2 separate regions of the Mus musculus genome follow, and region 1 is linked to region 2. The links are chromatin contacts, called in public Hi-C maps. All regions are on one chromosome and are shown on one strand. Each heading gives the region's core, a stretch centred on a gene start, on an enhancer-like site or on the middle of the called end of the contact. The rest is flanking DNA. Distances are from core to core; before and after follow the strand shown. Region 1 has its middle 59 kb from the start of Gm24032. Region 2 overlaps Iqgap2 (IQ motif containing GTPase activating protein 2).

What was found. A called contact is a pair of places that touch in the nucleus more often than the background predicts.
Region 1: a Hi-C map of granulocyte-monocyte progenitors shows a contact between it and region 2, with 2.4 times the contacts expected there. The contact joins two enhancer-like sites. A contact is called at or near these places in 6 of 484 Hi-C or Micro-C datasets (bone marrow-derived macrophages, granulocyte-monocyte progenitors, liver and 3 more) and 5 of 115 datasets of contacts at active chromatin or transcription factors (CD8 T cells, bone marrow-derived macrophages, embryonic stem cells and 2 more).

Annotation. Positions count from the first base shown.
Region 1 is chr13:95,953,645-95,959,393 of GRCm38.p6, forward strand. No RefSeq gene overlaps it. Among named protein-coding and RNA genes, the nearest start is that of Gm24032, 59 kb to the left of the region's middle. Within about 2 kb of position 3,782, at least 52 of the 459 cell types and tissues checked have an H3K27ac peak or open chromatin away from gene starts, as enhancers often do. A contact at or near this core is called in bone marrow-derived macrophages, granulocyte-monocyte progenitors and liver, where this site is marked.
Region 2 is chr13:95,848,536-95,854,223 of GRCm38.p6, forward strand. All of the region lies in intron 1 of Iqgap2 (IQ motif containing GTPase activating protein 2), which reads right to left. Among named protein-coding and RNA genes, the nearest start is that of Iqgap2, 41 kb to the right of the region's middle. Within about 2 kb of position 1,401, at least 54 of the 459 cell types and tissues checked have an H3K27ac peak or open chromatin away from gene starts, as enhancers often do. A contact at or near this core is called in bone marrow-derived macrophages, granulocyte-monocyte progenitors and liver, where this site is marked.

The sequences.
Region 1 (5,749 bases), core at 2,532-5,031, 110 kb after region 2:
TGCTATGGCAATGAGAGAGGACCTTGGGGAAAACCACTTGGAAGAAATCAGGGTATGAACCAAAAGAAGGAAGCCTGCAGCAGAAAAGGTCCCCAGCACCCCCACTGGTGGTTTAGGACGGTCTGCAACTGCAGCTGCGGGGGACCCGACGCTTTCTTTTGTCCTCTTCAGAGACTTCCATACACATGATGCATATTTACACAGACACATGCACAGTTAAAAATGCAAATTCTTGGTGAGAGGCCATGATTTGAGCTGGTATCATGGCTACCCTGGAAACAGAGGTAGGAGAGTCCCTGGAGTGTAGCCTGTCAAACACAGCTAGATCCTGTATTAAAGAAGAGCAGGGGGTACTGGGGTGTTCTGTTAAAACCAGTCAAAAGTCTTCTTTGGGGAATAGCAAATATGTGTCTTTGTAGTCTCCTGTTTCTGCCTCTAATCTGAACACCATCAAATATAGCCTCCCCCCCCCATTGTTCTCAAATGAATGTTCCAGTCATTATCAATTAATTAGAGGTGATTGTGAGATAGAAATCTGTTAAATGTTCTTGCTTTAGGGCAAAATAACACAAGCATCTGGTTCACCAGCAAGCAGCCCCAATACAAACATTTTCTTCATAGAGGCTCTAGGTAACCATTGGAAGGTATTCCTGGGAAATCAACAGACCAGGACCACAGACCCAGCCCACAAAAGCAACTAAGACTGGCCTGTACCAGAGGAACCGGCTTTCTCTGGAACCTAGGACATAAAAGTGGGCTTTTGAATTTGTTCATTTGTCTTGCTCCCTCTCTCTACCTGGGATAGGGTCTTTCTGTGTGGCCTAGGCTGGCCTCAAACTCTCAATTCTCTCTCTTCAGTCTCTTGAACAACAGGCTTGTTACCCCCCACTCCCCATCCCCCACCCTCAGCAAAAATGTGTTTGTGCTTTTCGAGTTATTTAGAAGAGACTGTCAGTCACACGGCCATCTTTATTTGAATATAATGGAGCAAAAAATGCTCTTTTATTAATCTGATGTACATTAAATACCTTTGCAGCTGTTACATGAATGATAGTTATCTGGCATATAAATGTATACACACTTCCACATGTGATAGATCTACGCTGCACACGAGCCATCCCACACAGAGCATGCCCTGTCACAAGGATACACATGGCCGTCTCGGGACTTTTAGTGAAGATGCACTTGGCCCAACATTTTGGCAATCAGAAATGAGACACAAAGGAGCATACCAGAAAGATGAGTTCACAGCAGGGTCAGCAGAACTTGATGGAGACTCCAGAAAGCTGACATGGGAGTTACTGAGGGTCACACATGCAGCACAGATATACACTACAACAGGGGGACTGGACCACACAGTGGGACAGCAGACAGAGCACTAAATATAGAAAAGAGAAAGAATACAACGCCTAACACCCATATACCCAAACCAAGGACAGGACCGAGTTGCCAAAAGCCGGGTGGGGTTATAGTCCGAGGTGGAAGCGGACCTCTTCTAGGGCTTTCCTTCAGCTAGACCCTGATCAGGAGCACATGGTCTGTTCAATGTATTCCAGGGTCAGGCAGAGACTATAAAACCACATTTGGGAAAGTGCGTGAAATAGCTAACTTACTGCAATTCTCCCTGAAGGAACAACACCCAGAGGCCAATGGGTTCTCTGGATGGCTGGTCTTAGTCTGAACCAATTAGGAATGTGGAGAGAAGCCTTTGAGTATTGACATGAGCGCATGCTAAATCTTTCCTTCCCATGGACTTATGAGTAATGTCATGCTGACTCACAAGCCCAAGGGGACATTCAACTCCACCTGGCCTGGATCAGTACGTTGGGAGGCCCCACCTCCTTCCCCAACAAACCCAGGACCCTGTGTATGCTACGGAAGCATGCTACTGCTGAGTTATGGGAAGTTAGACAGTCTTCATGGCTTCAGAGAGTGGTACATTGGCGAATGTTTACCAATACCTGGGGTGCTATAGGGGTAGGAGGAGTCTGACCTGGAGTATTTGTCACTTTCCATGCTGTAATTGTTACAGCTGTGGATGAGCTCAGCATAATGTCACTGACCCTGTCATTGGGACACCATTATTACAGTACTTCCAAAATAGAGATGTAATAGGCATATCATACTTTCCTCAAGGGCATGACTAATAAAAAAATGTAGAAAATAAGTAGGAAGTGATGAGTTTTGAATACATATTGCTTTAAAATATAGCTGATTTAATTGCAATGACGGCTACATTTCTTGACTGCCTTTCAAAAATTTCTGAAACGTAAGCCACTGGCTCTAAGATTGTGGTTGAGCCTGTTCCCAGCCATGGCTGGCTTTAGATGACACCATCCCTTCTGGTCTGGATGGTCAGTCCTCAGAGCACCAGGGCGCTGCTCAGGGACAGGATCTCCTTGGTGTCAGGGAAGGTATTTGGCTTGGTGTAAAAGCTTCTCTGAGTTTGAACCAAAGCCTGAAAGCTGTTGTCTCTTCTTAGTTCTCGATTTTCTTAGCTCTAGGGGCCATGCAAATATGGTAGGACAGGCCAAGGATGGGCAATGGTTGTAGTTTAAGCACCTGGCCTTCAGTTCTGTGTAGGTATTTACACAGACAAGGAGTGCCAGAGACTATATACCCTCTCTCTGTGTCTTGCTTCCTTGGAGGATCCAGAACCCCAAAGATCCTTTGCAGCTTCAAAACACTTGGCAACAACCCTGCAGCCCATTTCAAACTAGAACCTGTAAACTCCCTGGCCTCCTGGTGTCAGAACCTGTTTTCTGGGTGACTTATCGCAGAGGCAAGAGAAGGAAAAAGTCTGCAAGACAGTGTGACGGGGTCACAAATCTCTACCATCAGAAAGGAAACACCCCCAGGAGGGTTGGCTTAGAGGCTGGTCTCTGGCATGCTGAGGCCCTGAAAAGAGAGCTTCTAGCATGCCCAGAGAGGACACACTTACTGCCTAGCTCCCCATAAAGAACAGCTCTGGAGAAACAAACTTCTCCAGAGAGGCACCTGCTCTCTTTGCTGCTGTCTCTTCTTTGATCAATATCTTAGTGCAATTTCCTGTTGAGACCATTTAAAGAAACATAGACATGAATGTATGTGTGTGTGTGTGTGTGTGTGTGTGTGTGTGTGTGTGTGTGTGTTTTCAAGTACTGTTTAATACACCCTAGAAGCAGTTCATTCTCTTTCAGGTAACCCCCAGTCATGCATAGTTCTTGTACTACCTGTTTGTTGTAGATTATAACTTGCTTAACACTTGGAAAAATAAGACATTGATAGAGACCTAATACAAGATATACGACTGTCTTGTCTGTGACTCCCTGCTCTGTGTTCTCAAAGAAACACTACAAAGGGTTAAATATCTGTATACAGCCCAGAGTCTCAACACCTAGCACACTGGAGGCCAAGCCTTAGATGATATTAACCCAAAAAGCATGTGAAAGAAGAACAGATGTACTCTACCCAACTCTCTCCTCTACCCAGCTCCACCGGTTTAATCAGTGAGCTAACAGACACACAGACTGTGTACCCCGTGGCTCGAAATGCTGGGCTTATTAAACTGCATCTGGGTGTTGAGAAAAGTATAGGGAAGCCCTGGCGATCGATCGATGGTTTGTGTGTGGTTGGTGAGAGACTGTTGACAGGGGAATGGGACAGTCAAGAGTGAAAGCGACAGAACAGGACGTGGAGAGCTGCCAGCTTCCTGAAACAGGGAAAGGGCATGCACTATGGCTAAGAGATCCTGACAACTTCCTTTGGTCAGATGACAAGAGAAATTTCACCTAAAATAGACACTTCGCTCAGCAGAATGCAAACGTGAAGAAACACATCGGTTACTTCAGGGCACTCCACTGTGTAGATGTGTGTTTGTTGTCTCAGCATGCCTATTTTGGGGGTGAGGGGGTGAGGGGTAGGAGTAGTTGGTAACTATGTTTGGCACAATATGGGATTTAAGGGAAACCTGATATAGAGCCACTAGGCCCCAAACAATATGGTAATTGTCTACAGTTCCAGGTGAAGGTCAAATCTAGGCATCCTGGTTTCAGAGCCTTTTGTACATGAACACGTAAGGCATCCTGAGGAAGAACTAGGGAAAAGCCTTTTTGATAGAAGGTAGACACAAATTGGAGAATATCATATTCTATTGTGGTTGGCAGAGAGTGTTCCCACGGAATGCTCTGGAAACAATCCTAGAGTTTAGAATGTCTCCCAGGTATGCTAATCTCATTGCTGGAACGTTATCAATGGAACACTGGACTCCCCCTTGGTTGTCACACCCCTTCCTCCCCATTGATCTCTTAAGATATTCTGAAATTGAGTGAACTTTTGGTGCAAACTTGAGCTCTGATTGGATGAGATTTGCAGATGAGGGCCCATCTACCAATTTATGTGTAACCATTGAGAAGCACTAGATCCATTTAAGGCAGCATTTCGAGAAAATAGTGAAGTAGATGGATAGGGGACTCTAGGATACAGCCATGTGTGGTCTACTTCCAAGTGTCTGTCTTTTAACTGCAGTGTGTCTTCTGGGGCGGTACATTCCCTGGGTAGATAACAATGGCTCTGAACTGAGAAGCACTTAAAACCAGGGGGTGGGCATAGGCAACAGGACAAGTGCTCTAACCTATTGTATGAGTCTTCCCAAGCCAACTCCCACCCTCCTTAGAGACTTGCTTATTCTCTTGGAGAATAAAATAGAACCATTCTTTTTCTCTATAGATGGAGAAACTGAGGACCAGTATGCCCAGTGACTCGATTCTTGGCCTTTTGGCTGAGATCAAGTCCTTCTCCTTAGAAAGATCTCTGCCTGCTTAAGGACCCATTGCTCTTGGGTCATGGGCGAGTACTAGTATGAGATGAGTCGGGAAGTAGGACTGAATGTGAGGCTTACGACCCAATACATAGGGCAGAGCGTCTCACGGAAGCCACAGCTCAGAGCAGCTGGTTAGCTGGTGCTACTATTTGTTTTAATTTCTTTCCCATTGAGAGGAGTCAGAGATAATAAAACGTGGGAGCGTCCTGGGCTGATTCTGAAGAGTAACGGTGGGGATTTTAGTTAGAAAAGGAGTTCAAAATGCAGGTACAGATGGAGCTGTGTCACTTCTGAAACAGCTTTCAATTTCCTTGTCCTGTATGTGAATGACACGGGATAGCAGATGTCTACCCTGGTGTCAAGGCCCATGACACTCATAACTGGGGCTTCTGTCGAATCTCATGGTTGGATCTTAACCTCTAATTATACCTGAACAAGCCACAGCATGTATTTGAGAAGCAACAAGAACCCTGTCGTGGAAAGGAAAGGTTACACACAGTGAAGAGGCTGAGGGAAATGTGTGGGGAGTGGGCAAGACGGCAACCAAGAAGGCTTGTGACCACTGATTGTCCAGGAGGTTATAGAAGAGATCCCTCTTGGGCCACCTGGGAAGCTTGGGGTAGTTGACAGAAATGGTTTTTCTGAAGGGGACAGATGGTCTTATAAAGAAGGGTTCTGTTGGGTCATCCCATGCTGGCCCAACCCAGTGTCCAGATAAAATTCTGAATGACTGTGTCTTGCAGTTTGGAATGTACTTGTAGCTAAATCAGGGAGCAGAGACAATTTGAGAGTAAAGACTATCCAGTAAGATCACTACCACAGCAGGCCAGAGTAGAGAAAGCAATGCCTTTGATTTGTATGGTTTGTTTGCTTGTTTGTTTGTTTGTTTGTTTGTTTTGAATGGGAAGATAGGGATTCATATCTTACTTTTGCAGCAATTTTGTTGCA
Region 2 (5,688 bases), core at 151-2,650:
GCAAAATAATTTACAGCTAGCAACAAATGATTGCAGCAAATTTTTCAAGAGTAATTAAGATAATATTCACTGCTCTTACTTGATGACTTTAGCATCTATCTCCCATATAACTTGTATGAATGAGAATGGCCCCTGTAGGATTGAATACTTGGTCCCTAGTTAGAAGAACTCTTTGAGAAGGATTAGGAGGTATGGCCTTGTTGGAGGAGATGTGTCTCTGGCAACAGGCTTTGAGGTTTTCAAATCCACACCATTCCCAGTTAACTCTCTCAGCTTTCTTCTGTTTGTGGATTGGATGTGAGCTCTCAGCTACTGCTCCACCACCATCCCTTCCTGCTGCCGTGCTCCCTGTGGTGATGCTCATGGATTCAGCCCTCCACAACCATGAGCCCAAATTAAACATGTTCTTTGTTAAGTTGCCTTTGGTCATGATGTTTCGTTACAGCAATAAAAAGATAACTAAGATGGTAGTTAAACACACACACATTTAATTCCACACATCTGTATACGTAATGAATATATAGTCTGTATATTTTACTTAAGAGTTATGTTATGTTATGTTATGTTATGTTATGTTATGTTATGTTATGTTATGTTATGTTATGTTATGTTACATGCATTTTATTTAGGCTGAAAGTCAATAAGGAAATACTAAAATACAAGTAGAATGTTTCCAAAAAAGGCAGCTCTAAGACTTTATCCTTATATATTTTTTATTCTTATACATCTTCCAAAAAATCTATACCGCTGGCATATAGTCCTTTAAAATGTCAATAGTAGAAAGAAAAAAAATCTGATTGTTAAAATGTTCAGCGACGGAAAAGTACGATGAGGATGAAGCCCCGATAACAGGTGTGGTCCAAGTGACAGCTTTTTTACATCTAACTGACCCATCTGATCACTGAGAACAAGATTCCAGTCGCTGAGAAGGTACAATGAGTAATATGCCAGCCTTGCTGTGTAAAAAGAGGCAATGACGGAAGCCCCAGGCAACAGTGAGGACACAGCAGAGGATGACTAACACTGGGCTGTTCTTGCCATATTCTACTAGAAGGCCCAGTTGCCTGAGGAGAGGCAGGACTGGAAAGCCTGGATGAGAAAGCAGGTGGGGGAGGGAGGGAGCAGAGGGGACCCAATCTGGAGACTCATGCGAAGGCTCCAAGGAGCCTGTGCAACCAGCAACCCTGGGCGTCTTAAATTCCAGAGAGAAAATCAGTGCGTGCTCTGGATGGGCAGGATCTGGCAGGGGGAGGGGCAGGATGAAGAAGAACGCTGAGATGGGTACAGGGAAGGGAAGAGAAAGCCAAGGAGTAACAGCCAACTCATTCTCTGACTTCGGATGCTGGAGGTGGTGGGTACAGCACATGGCTCTGCACCAGGAAGTCACCCAGTGTGCCAATTTGCATAAAGACAAGCTTGCATAATTAAGGGAAGGAAATACGGCTGCATCCCACTGTTCTGAGGATATACTAAGGAGCCAGCTAAGCGCTGAAACTTCGTTTGGAAGGGAAGTTGAGTCTAACAGTGGAGCCTGCTGGACGCAGAAGAGCTCCATTAATGCAAGCATATGCTGTTCGTTAGAGGATGAATTAGCACCTAATCTAGGGCTCTTAAAATATTGCCAAAAATCCAGCTCTCGAATGGGCCGTACTATGTAAATGGTAACGTGTTGACAAACAGTCCTGGAACAAAAATACATTTCAACATTACTACATGCTGGACCAATGCAGATCGGGATAGTTTTCAAGATGCAAGAGTCTCTTTAGCTTCAAGGAACCCATGAATAGCAGCATCAATCAGCACATGTGTACTGTGTTCAGGAGATGGCTCTTACAAGAAACCGTAACACAAAACAGGTAGGGCCAGGCTCAAGCAGCAGGCCTTGACCCTGGTATGCTGAGCTCTTTATGTCCATGGGGGTCACATATTTATAAAGTGCTACACTATGCATGAAATCAGATAACAAGACTGGGCTTCAGACGGAAGGATAAGCTGCCCCTACTTGCCTAAGACAAAATGGGTTTGCTCAAGGGCCAGGGCTAATTGATTACAAAGCTGGCTTGTGTTTGAAATCTCCCCAGGGTTTCTGTTTACTTTTCAATGTCCTCTGTGTCTCTGGTGACATGCCATTGTAACGGGACAAGTATTTTTATTGCTTTCAGATGTTAGCACAGAGAGCCTGAGGAAGAAATGACCTGGCTGGTGTGGGGAGTGGACCTGGTAAGAATGGCTGCGGCTCATGTAGAGTTTGTAGGAGCGAAGGAATAGATCCGACACTTGACTGTGTAAACTAATTGGAAAATGTACAGATGACACAGAGAACACTCTCTCATGGAAAGCCATTGCCCTGCTAGGGCAACAAACCGACAAACGTTCAGGTTCGAGTTTATTCTAACAGGCAGTAGACCACTGTACTTGGAAAATGGATGGTCCCAGGTTTTAGAAAGTACATATTCTTGTTAACAGAAGGCAGACACAAAGACTTTCCGTCTGGCGCTTACTCAAAGCTCAGAGAGCTGGACCTAGCACACAACAGAATACCACCACCTTAAATATAACACATGCTGGTCTGCTCCAGACTGTCTGAAGATGTAACCCATCCCCCTCAGGTACTGCTTTCTTGGCTGGGGTCTGGACCACAGTACTGTATGTAAATTCCCCCTCACATGTGTCCACATCAGCCCAGAGGAGACAGCCAAGCCTCGAGCTATCTCTGTGTATCATCCACGAGTCTCTCAGAGGATTTGAACTCAGTTTCAGAATTAAGCCATTGTTTACAGACACTCCCCTGCCAGCAACTGTGAATCACAAGTATCCACAATTATGGAGCCAAGCAGGGACGAAAATGTCTTCTTTTTGATGGTCTCCTCGGTGCAAAATATTGGAAGAGAGTTACAGAGATTCAAAGTGTTCAAACTCACTCCAACTGCCTTATAATTAAGGCTGATGGAGGCAGGACAACAGGCTTCTTTGCATTTGTGGCAAAGTCCCTAACTCATGGCTAAGTAGCCAGAAAGCACTTCAGCTGGGAGAAAGAAGGACTTGGGTGGGAAGAATCTGGGAGTGACTGGCTTCTAATCCAGCAGAGGAAGGCACATTTCACAGCAGAGGAAAGTTACGCAGTCACAGGCTTTTGTACTTGGAACAAGTACAAAAGACTCTCAGCACAAAGAACAGGAGAACCAAGGGGAACAAGAGGCTGCCCGGTGAAAGGATTAACTGAGTGGGTTTTCTTGATGGATGTAGGGTGAAGTCAGGCTCGAAGAAGGGAGAGAAAGGGTTCCGGTGGGAAATAGGCTTGGGAGCTAGGCATGGTGGCTCTTGTCTGTAACTCCAGCACTCAGGAGACAATGGCAGAAGTTCAAGGTCAGCCTGGGCTACAAATAGCCAGGGCTATCCAGCAAGGCCTGCCAGGGAAGGGAAAGGAAGGGAAGGGAAGGGAAGGGGAGGGGGGAAGGGAGGGGAGGGGAAGGGAGAGAGGGAAAGGGGAAGGGAAGGGAGAGAGGGGAAGGGAAAGGAAGGGAAGGGAAGGGAAGGGAAGGGAAGGGAAGGGAAGGGAAGGGAAGGGAAGGGAAGGGAAGGGAAGGGAAGGGAAGGGAGAAAGATGCAGCCCTGGTGATAAGAATGAGAAAGCCATGCTCTGAAGGTTTGATTGCAGGTAGGGGTACACACCTATAGGTACCACTTGGTAGTTAAGAGGCAGGAGGATCACACATTTAGGCCTACCCTGGAATACTTAGATGGACTTTCTCTTAAAAGAAAGAGGAAGAGAGAAGAGGAGGGTAGGAAAAGAAAAGGAATCAAGAAACAGTAAACTTGGGCTGGAGAGATGGCTCTGCCAGTAAGAGCACTGACTGCTCTTCTGAAGGTCCTGAGTTCAAATCCCAGAAACCACATGGTGGCTCACAACTATCCATAATGAGATCTGATGTCCTCTTCTGGTGCGTCTGAAGACAGCGCCAGAGTATTTATGCATAATAAATAAATCTTTGGGCTGAAGCGAGCAGGGACTGAGCTAGCAGGGTTGACCGGAGGGAGCAGAGGTCCTAAAACTTCAATTCCCAACAACCACATGAACAGGGTAAATAATCTTCAAGGTGTATGTTTGTTCCTTGGTTCCCAGTCTTCTGCACTGTTTCTTGGCTTTCAAAGCCTGTTTAGCAAAAACTTCTAAGGCAGCCACGACCTTCCCAACCTTCCCCAAAGTCTCTGAGCATCCCAGGGCAGGAGCAGGGAACTACCCAGAGACTGTGTCCAACATGTAGGCATGAAGCCTGCTGCTGTGAGATGACAAGATCACAATAACAATGAGGTTTCAAAATCAAGGGGCCAAGCAGAGCTTCACTGTATGGCTATGTGTCCATCCAACACGGTTAACTCACCCCACTTGATAATATACATATGTCTACCGCAGAACCATGTGTAGTTCCTGGGACAGCAATTGTAACCTCACAGAAAAAATTGCCACAGTCATCCAGGGCTGGTTATATGGCTCAGTGAGTAAAGCACTTGCTGTACAAGGGTGAGGTTCTGAGTTCAAATCCCCCACCCCACCCCAGCATTCACAACAAAGCCAGGTATGGAAGGAGGTGTGCTCCTGTAATCTCATTGCTGTGAGGCAGAGACAGGTAGATTATCGAGGCTTGTTGGATAGCCAGTCTACCTGACACAGAGAGCTCCAGATTCAGGGAGAGATCCTGTCTCAAAAAAAAGTAGGACAGAGAGCAATAAAAAAGAAGCCTGGTCCCCACGTGTGCATGCATTAGTGCAGACCCACAGGTGAGCATTCATACATGCACACACATACACGTCCACACACATATGTGCCCACACACGTGTGAATGCGCACACTCATACACACACACACTTAAGACAGACACCTCACTGGCACTAGTATTCGCAGTGCACATCATTTATTTCCCAGGCAATATGCACAGAACTGCATCATGAGAAGTGGGGCTAAAGGCAGCTAAAGGAAATGACCCTTGATCTGTTCTTAAGTCTTGGTTCTCAGCCCCTCCCCTAGCGCCTCCTCCACTGCCAGCTTGATGCCTCCGTCTATATGTGTCAATTATAGGTGTCATGTCATGTTCTGAGCTACACTCTTCTGAACCATTCCAAGTGATCCCGGGTCATGCCAGGCCATCCTTCCCTCCTGCTCTGAGGCCAGCAGACAGCAGAGCTATTCTGTGAAAGCTGAAGGGCAAACAGGAGCTCCAACAAGCAAAGAAAAGCTGCGAATCCAGGACAGCCTTGCTGCAGGACGGAGGAGGGAGAACGGCCATGGTGGGCCAGAGAATAGCCAATGAGGTTCTGTGGTGGTGTGAAAAGGAATGGATTCCTGCCCCGCCCCCAACACACACACACACACACACACACACACACACACACACACACACACACACACACACACACACACGCACGCGCTCATATGTGTGAATGCTTGGAAGGGAGTGATGCTACTTGACTTGTTCGGACATGGCCTTATTGAAGGAGGTATGGCCTTGTTGGAGGTGGAGTGTCACTGGAGGTGGGCTTTGGGGTTAAGTCAGGCCTAGTATATTTTTCTCTCACTTCCAGTTGCCTGTGCTAATAACTCTTGGCTCCCTCTCCAGCACCATGTCTACCTGCATGCCACCCCATGTTGCCTGCCATGCTAATACTGGACTGAACCTCTGAAACTATTAA